2 separate regions of the Mus musculus genome follow, and region 2 is linked to region 1. The links are chromatin contacts, called in public Hi-C maps. All regions are on one chromosome and are shown on one strand. Each heading gives the region's core, a stretch centred on a gene start, on an enhancer-like site or on the middle of the called end of the contact. The rest is flanking DNA. Distances are from core to core; before and after follow the strand shown.

The links. A called contact is a pair of places that touch in the nucleus more often than the background predicts.
Region 2: a contact with region 1 is called in a Hi-C map of uterus. The contact joins two enhancer-like sites. A contact is called at or near these places in 2 of 484 Hi-C or Micro-C datasets (pancreatic cancer cells and uterus) and 1 of 115 datasets of contacts at active chromatin or transcription factors (bone marrow-derived macrophages).

What each region holds. Positions count from the first base shown.
Region 1 is chr4:58,579,962-58,583,824 of GRCm38.p6, forward strand. No RefSeq gene overlaps it. Among named protein-coding and RNA genes, the nearest start is that of Lpar1, 29 kb to the left of the region's middle. Within about 2 kb of position 1,495, at least 21 of the 459 cell types and tissues checked have an H3K27ac peak or open chromatin away from gene starts, as enhancers often do. A contact at or near this core is called in uterus, where this site is marked.
Region 2 is chr4:58,661,794-58,665,776 of GRCm38.p6, forward strand. No RefSeq gene overlaps it. Among named protein-coding and RNA genes, the nearest start is that of Lpar1, 110 kb to the left of the region's middle. Within about 2 kb of position 2,023, at least 18 of the 459 cell types and tissues checked have an H3K27ac peak or open chromatin away from gene starts, as enhancers often do. A contact at or near this core is called in uterus, where this site is marked.

The DNA of each region.
Region 1 (3,863 bases), core at 245-2,744:
GCGCACACACACACACGCGCACACACACACACACGCACACACACGCACAATCACTGGTTGCAAAACAAATTCCATTTTATTTACATGTGTTCACTGAGACCTGTTTGATCTGCTGAACTTAAATAATTTGTAGACAGCTGGCTTCCTTAGATATGGGGAGTAAGGGGTTCCCCACTAAGAATCATCTTCGAGGGACCGCCTGGAAGCCTGGGCTTCTCATCGCTGTCCAGCAGGTACACCATGCTGAAGCCGGCAGCCCTGGAACCTCCACAGCCCGCCAAGAGGCTTCGCAGAAGAAACGCCCATTTCCTTCTTATTCTCCCTTGCTTTTAGAACAGCTTTAAGGATAGCCACCCACACCCCTCATCTGTACAAAACCAATCATGTTAGGTCGAGAATCGTAGGGTGGGGGAGGGGAAATTGTGGCTGTGAGCAGATGAAGAGCCAAGGAGAGAAAGGCCCAACTGCAGAACAGCTTCAGTATGCCCGTCCCAAGTCTGATAAACATCTCTATAATATTAAACACTGGCTGGAAGTACTTTTACATAAGGAAAAGAGAAGACCTTTTCATGCTTTTCAAAGGTGAGCACAAGATCAAAGAAGCCAAGATGGAAGTTTCTTGACTGGAATTCCATCAGCACAGATGGAAAACTCATTTAAAAATAAAAATAAATATACTCACAAATAAAAATAAGCCTCTAGGTTTTAAGACTTCTGGCCTGTGTTAGACGGAACATCAGGAGCCAATTAAATTGCTCTCCCCTTTTTTGTTTATTCTAAATGATACGGTCTTTCCCCTCCTCTGATTAGACCAGCATTGCATCCGCTGTGGTAAGGGTCCGTTCCTTCACTTGCTTCAAACCCTTTTTTCCTAGCGCAGAAGTTGGAAAAACCTTAAAAGTCTGCACTGTATCACCTGAGGAAAAGCCAACTAAATGTTCACTTTATGTCTTATAATATTTTCTTTTGCCCCCAAAAGACACTGGCAGCTGGGGAGTGTCTGGGTCCGTTTGTCTGTGAACCGTGGTGGTACACAGCCGGCCACAGTGGTTCCCTTTCTAGATCTTCTTGGGCTTTCACTGCCTCCTGGGCATCTAATGGGATATATTCTTCACGTTACGCTTTTAGTTTTCTCTAAAACTAAAAGGTCTGGATCCATGGGTCAGTTCTAAAAGGACAACACCTAGGCTTAGAGCCTTGTTGTGAAATAGGGACTATAAAGTGACATGAGTCTTCCCAGTTGCTAGCTGGAGCACAACTGAACATGTCTGTTTCCTGTCTGTCCACCCAATGAAGGGCTCCATGTTTCGTGCCTGCGCATTTCTGTCCCTGGGGTGTAGTCCCAGGAGCAGGGTGAACCTTACATGTTGGAAAAACGCTACCAGCTAGGTTTGTAAAAACCACAAGTCATGTGGCTGTTGACTTGTATAACACATGTAAACTTTCTTATACGAGTCATAGGAGGGGGAAAAAGGAAGAAAGGCGTTTGATGCAGTGTTCTCTTACATCTGTCCAGAATGACTAAGACAACCCAGAGGCTCAGAGTGCTTAGGTAAGCAGACAACCCCACGATGGAGCCTGGGAGGCTTCAGTCCCCCCTAAGGATCCCCACCAGCGAGCTCAGGGGCCCATCACATCCTTGTGAACACTCAGCTGACCATCTCAGGAAAAGTCAAGACTGTCATTTGGTTTGGTTTTGTCTTTTTGAGACCTGGTTTCTCTGGCAATCCTGCAACTACTCTATAGGCCAGGCTAGCCTCAAACTCACAGAGATCCGCCTGCCTTTGCCTCTGCCTAGGGAGTGCTGGCATCAAAGGCGTGGCCACTTCGCTGGCCAAAATGACAGGACTATTACCTCAAAGGTGAAAAATGTCTTTTATCCTTATATCCACAATAAACCAAGGACTCAGCTCTATCAACCCAGGGGCTCTGATGGGCTCTGTGGCCACCATGTACTGCATGGTGTTGCACAGATCTTTTCTGTGTAATTCAACCATCGGATTAAATCAAATGCCTGCAGTACTCAGTGGGCTGTCTGCCTTGCTAGCTCCAGCTCACCCATTCTTTCTATTAGTTTCTAGGAGACAGAATGGAACTGTTGCCTTCATACAAACAGCAGAGTCACCTAGAATCTCTGGGTGTGTTCAGGTTTGCCTACTAGAGGCCATTTCTATTTTGAGTGGGTGTAAAAAGTGGTAGACTAAATCTGACCAAACTTCTTCTACCTCCCCTCCCCCAACGCGGTGGCCCCAAGCTGCGCCCCGAGTGGCCCTGACCAAACTTCTAATTCAGAGGCATTCTCAAGTATGTAGAATTCTCAACTCTGAGCCCAGCCTAAGATGCCCCTTGGAGAGAGGGGCAGAGGGAGGGGGAGAAAGAGAGGGGAGGAGTGGGGAGGGGGAGGGGGAGGGGAGAGATCCTACTCTCTGAGCCATAATGTACTATTAAAGCGATAGTACATAATTTTTTAAATTGAAAATAGATTGTTTTCACGCAATATATTCTGATTATGGTCCCCTTCCCCCAACTCTTCCCCAATTCCTTCCTACCCCTCCCATCCAAAGCCACACCCTTTCTCCCTCTCTGTTTCTCTCTGCTTCTCTCTCTCTCAAACATTTACCTAAAAAATAATAATAAATTAAAATAAGATAAAACAAAAACAAATAAACCAGAATATGACAAAACCAACAGAAGAAAAAGAGCCATAGGAAAAGCGCAAGGAACACTGATAGATGCAGAGACACACAGAGATCTCATAAACATACAGAACTGGAAGCCCTACTATCTGCACAAAGCCTGTAAGGAGTGTTTAAAAAGCCCAAACGAAGCATTTTAAGATGATGATCAACAGCCACAGAGTGGCTACCTGCCCAGTACACCACAGGCACAGCTTCACTCTCACTCACATGAAACCTTTGGGAAAGAAGGCTTTCTCTACCCGAGTCTTAAACACTGGGAACGGGAACTCAATGCTCATTGGCCAGAATCTGAGAGCAAAGCAGCAAATCCTGGATCTGAATTTCCATCTTATAGGCTTCAAAGCTAGCACCGCCCCTACCGGAAATGTGTAAAAGGATCACGCTCGCTCGGTTGGCAAGGAACTCTCAAGGTGGTTTTTCCCCCACCGCCAAAGTCACTTCTAACCAAAACTGAAGATTCTATGATAAACTCTGAGTCTCCTGTTTGTTTATCGATCAGATCACTGTCTAAGATGGCAAAACATGCTGACTTCCCAACCTTTAATGTTTCACCATGCTCCTCCTCCTACCACATCTTCCAGCCTCTCAGGCTCCATCTCTTGCCGCTCTCTTGTTCCAATATTCCAACACTCATCCCAGTCTTTGACTTTGGTGAGGTTTGTCCTCTTCTCTACACCAGTTTCCATGTTCTGCCCGGTGTCTTATATGTAAGGGCTTTGAGATTTTAACTTTCCTTAAAGACTAGTTCAGAGAAAGTTAGAATAAGCATAGTTATTCCCTGACTGTTCAACCAAGTATCATTCTCTATAATTATTCTACATAGGATATTATATATACTTTCGCTTGGACATAGCTTATGTCATGTATAATTCATACAAGGTATGTATATATCATATGAGCTATCTTTTGTTTGAAATACGTCTATACTGTTGCTCTCTTCTGAAGCTGGTGGTTCATGAACGTTTATAATTTAAATTTGCTGTGGAGATTTGAATGAGAACGGTCCCCATAGGCTCATGTAGTTGAATGCTGGGTCCCCAATTGGTAGGCATCTTTTGGGAGGGACTAGGAGGTGTGGTCTTTTGGAGCAGGTGTGTCACGAACAAAGGCAAGGCAAGGAACCATCCCCACTTCCATACACTCACATCCTGGCAAGCCAAGAAA
Region 2 (3,983 bases), core at 773-3,272, 82 kb after region 1:
AATAATATTCATCAATGAAGCCCAAGGCCATTTCTCTCCATATACAAAGCACATCGGTGTATCTGGGGGTCTACCTGGCAAGCTCTCCAGGAGAGGTAACCCCCACAGAAGCAGGCAGTGGATGCAGGGAAGCAGGCATGAGGAACAATACTTAAGGAAATAGACAATCTGTGTAAGAAAGAAGCTCTGGTAAGCACATGGCTAGAATTTAGCCTCTCATGACAGATAGGGGCTATTAAGACAGCTGCAGTGTGATACTTCTCAACCGTTGTACAGAAGACAACCGAGGAACACCATCTGTGCTCTGCAGGCATGTCAGTTTCCACACTGCTGTGAGGGATTTGCACTGCAGAACTAACCACCCTTTCCTATTTCTGCAGCATAATTTAATAGTATCAGTTTCTTGGCCCAGGAATTCCGTAGCTTTGTAAATCCTCCAGTATATACATGAATTACACACAGAGGGACTCACACACAAATGTTCCTTGTTACAATATAGTTCTGTTCTGATAAGCTCATTATAACTTGAAAATACTGGAAGTCAAAAATGCATTTATCACACAAATAGGCACATTATGTGGATGAATATTTTTCAAATGTGAAAATACAACCACAAAATATGATATCCAAAATATATAAATAAGTAAAATGAGACTGGAGAGGACATTCAGGGAGGAAAGTATTTCCCGTGACAGCATGAGGTCATGAATTCAGATCCTCTACCCTCAAGTAAAAACTAGACGTGAATATCAGCACATGTCTATAACACAGCCCTGGGTTGGGGCATGGAACAGAGACAAATGGATCCTGGAGATTGGTAGGCCAAGTAGTCAAGCCAAAATGATGATCTCCAGGTTCAATGAGAGACCCTGTCTTAAAATAAAAGGTGAAGGGCAATAGAGAAAGACACTGATGTTAGTTTCTGGCCTGCACACACACATGTGCATGAACAGACTTGCACACACACACACACACACACACACAGACAACACAGTATCGACAGTTACCCTCATGAACATGGTATTCAACTAGGAGCTAAGACTCACTATGACTGTCCAGCAACAGGAGCACACACTGCACCAGATAACACTAGTCCACAATACAAGCAAAACTGAACGAGAAAGGACAGCTCCCAACGAATGCATACAGCTTTCATGTCACTAAAATTAAATTGAAAACCCCTAAGTCAAAGCATTATAGATCAGGATCCAGCTCTGTGTGTGCAAAGCTGCCCATAACTTTATTTCAGCTATAGAAATGAAAAACAGGCAAGAAATACAACATGGTTAAACAGCCATTAATGGTGACTGCAAAAGTATCTATGCATGAGAACACTTCTCCAAAAGTTTTATTTAGGGAGGATCAGAACTTCAAGGCCAACTTGGACTACACAGCAAGATCAACGCCAGCCTGAGCTGCACATAGTGATATTTCTCTTAGAGAAAATCATTTGATGCAAAAGCTTAGCTTAAAATGAGTTTTGCGTGGAGCTGCTGTTTAAAAGGTACAGCGGAGTATGGTGTCAACCAGCTCTATGACCTGCCTCCCAATTCCTGACTGCCCAAGCCCCGTGGTGGCCCCAACAGCCTTACCTCTAGGAATCTAGAGATAGCATGGAAAACTGGGGGGTGGGTTACTATATAATGTTAAAAGACTATTGGATGTATACTTTGAAAACTGTAAACATGAATAAAAAGCTCATGGTAACACATAAAAGTGACTTTACAAGCCTATCTGATCTCAGCTAGAGAGATGTATGTATGTGAATATCCAGTAGTTGCTGGGCTCTTGGTTACGTCTGTACTTTTAGTTAAGGCTATGTGTTCCTGTCGTAATTAGAGAGAGGTAGAAAGTCATTAACAAACATGAATACATCTCATTCAAATCCTTTAATTATGTGCATCTATAGGGGAGAAAGCCTTGGGATTTTAAGAAAAGGTTTTATTAGAAACAGCCAAGGCACTCCCCAGCAACCCTACCTCTGGGACATTTATCTGCGGAATTACTCAGAGCACATATGAAATCAATTACAGCCCCCAACTGGCTTAGGGAGCCTCTGTGTGCCTGCGGCCATCTCCACAGCAAATTGTCTCAGCCATGGTCAAAATCAAAATTTCTCAGTTGCCTTGGTTGACCTAGAAATGTTTTATGTAATTTGCTATTATCTGGAAGGAAAGCAGTTGTTTGAAAATAAATCTCTCTCTCTCTTTTTTTTTTTTTTTTAGTTTGTTAGTGTTGCCAAGAAATATTCTTCATCCGTTAGACAGGCCAGGAAAAAAAAAGCTCAGTAAACAAATGGAATCTCCGAAATGAATCTTAAACATTACTCTCCACCAATCTCTAGACAGTCAGAGTGACGGAGAAAGGGGGCAGTGCCTTCAAAAGGCAACGAATGGAGGTGTTCTATACTTTAAAAATTAAACATAAATAAGCAGAGGGATAAGGGCAATGCTATAATCATTTTTAAAATGAGTAGAAAAAAATAATAAAAGAGGCATTTTCTACAAGAAAAGCAAAACCAAAAAAAAAAGTCCCTTCTAGTTAAGATCACTTTTCTTTTTCCATTTTAATAATTTTTCTTACTTTTGAGGCAGGCTGGCCTTGAACTTCTGAACCTCTTGCATCTACCTGCCAAGTGAGGGCTAGGCTTGCAAGTATAGGAGCACAGCACATCCTGGACTCTGCACATGCGAAGCAAGCTCTGACCCACTGAGCTACACCCACAGGCCGTGGGCAACAGTCTCAAAAGGGCCCGTCAGCTGAAGGCAGTCCACCCATCTATCTGCACCTTCCTCACTCTTCATCTCTCTAAAAGGTCTGGCTTGAACCTTTTCCACTTTCTTCAAGCAAGCATCTGCCCATTGTCCCCATGTCTCAGGAGAAGACCTGTCTTTTGTCACTAAGGAAACAGAACCAACCAGCCAGTATCTTAACCATCAAATCTACAGACTTTCTGAACTTCTGTCCTGGTTCTCTCCCATCCCTCCTCTGTCTGAGCCTTCCAACTGAGCTGTAATGTCTTCACTCTCTCCATCTCAGCAACAGTGCTGCTTCAATTACTCCCTCTTTGACCTGCACCCTCATTTTCTGTAGAAAGAGCACTAGAGGCTCTTTAGAAACAACCCTCGCTCAATCCCTGTAATCCCCACTCACCCTAAACTGCAATAGCACATTTCTGCCTTCCTTTAGTGCAAACCTATGGAAGGTTGCCTGTGTTCACACCGCATCCTACACACTGCTCGCACTAGCACCTTTTGGCACACATGTGTTTACTCACTCCTTTATCATCTAGCCATCATCCCAACTAGGTTGTAAACTCCAAGCACTGAGTCCCAAGGGCCCATGAAATGTCCTGGCTAATAACAGGTACCTAGTAATGGTTTGTTCGATGGACGGTTGAGAAAAATAAATCACTATACCAATGGCTAATTGTCACAATGGGAAACAGATCCTCAAACCCGGGTGTACTTTATTTTTTAAATCCCAGGCCCCATGGGTTTGTACTACAACCTGGATCTCTGATAGGGGTGACTGATGTAGTTGGAAATCTCATAGGAAGCAGGGTCTGCCACGGAAATGAACTGAGACGTAAGGCTGTAAGATCCTTCCAAATGAACAGCACATCATGCAAATGGCTTCAGCTTGCGCCAAACTGAGTAATGAGGCCATCTCTAGATGGCCTTTCCTTCAGTCTCTGCTCCATACTTTGTCTCCATATTTCCTCCTGTGATTATTTTGTTCCCCCTTCTAAGAAGCACTGAAGCACCCACACTTTGGTCTTCCTTCTTCTTGAACTTCATGTGGTCTACGAATTATATCTTGGGTATTCAGAGCTTTTGGGCTAATATCCACTTATCAGTGAGTGCATACCATGTGTGTTCTTTTGTGACTGGGTTACTTCACTCAGGATAATATTTAAAGTTCCATCCATTTGCCTGTGAATTTCATGAAGTAATTGTTTTTAATAGCTGAGTAGTACTCCC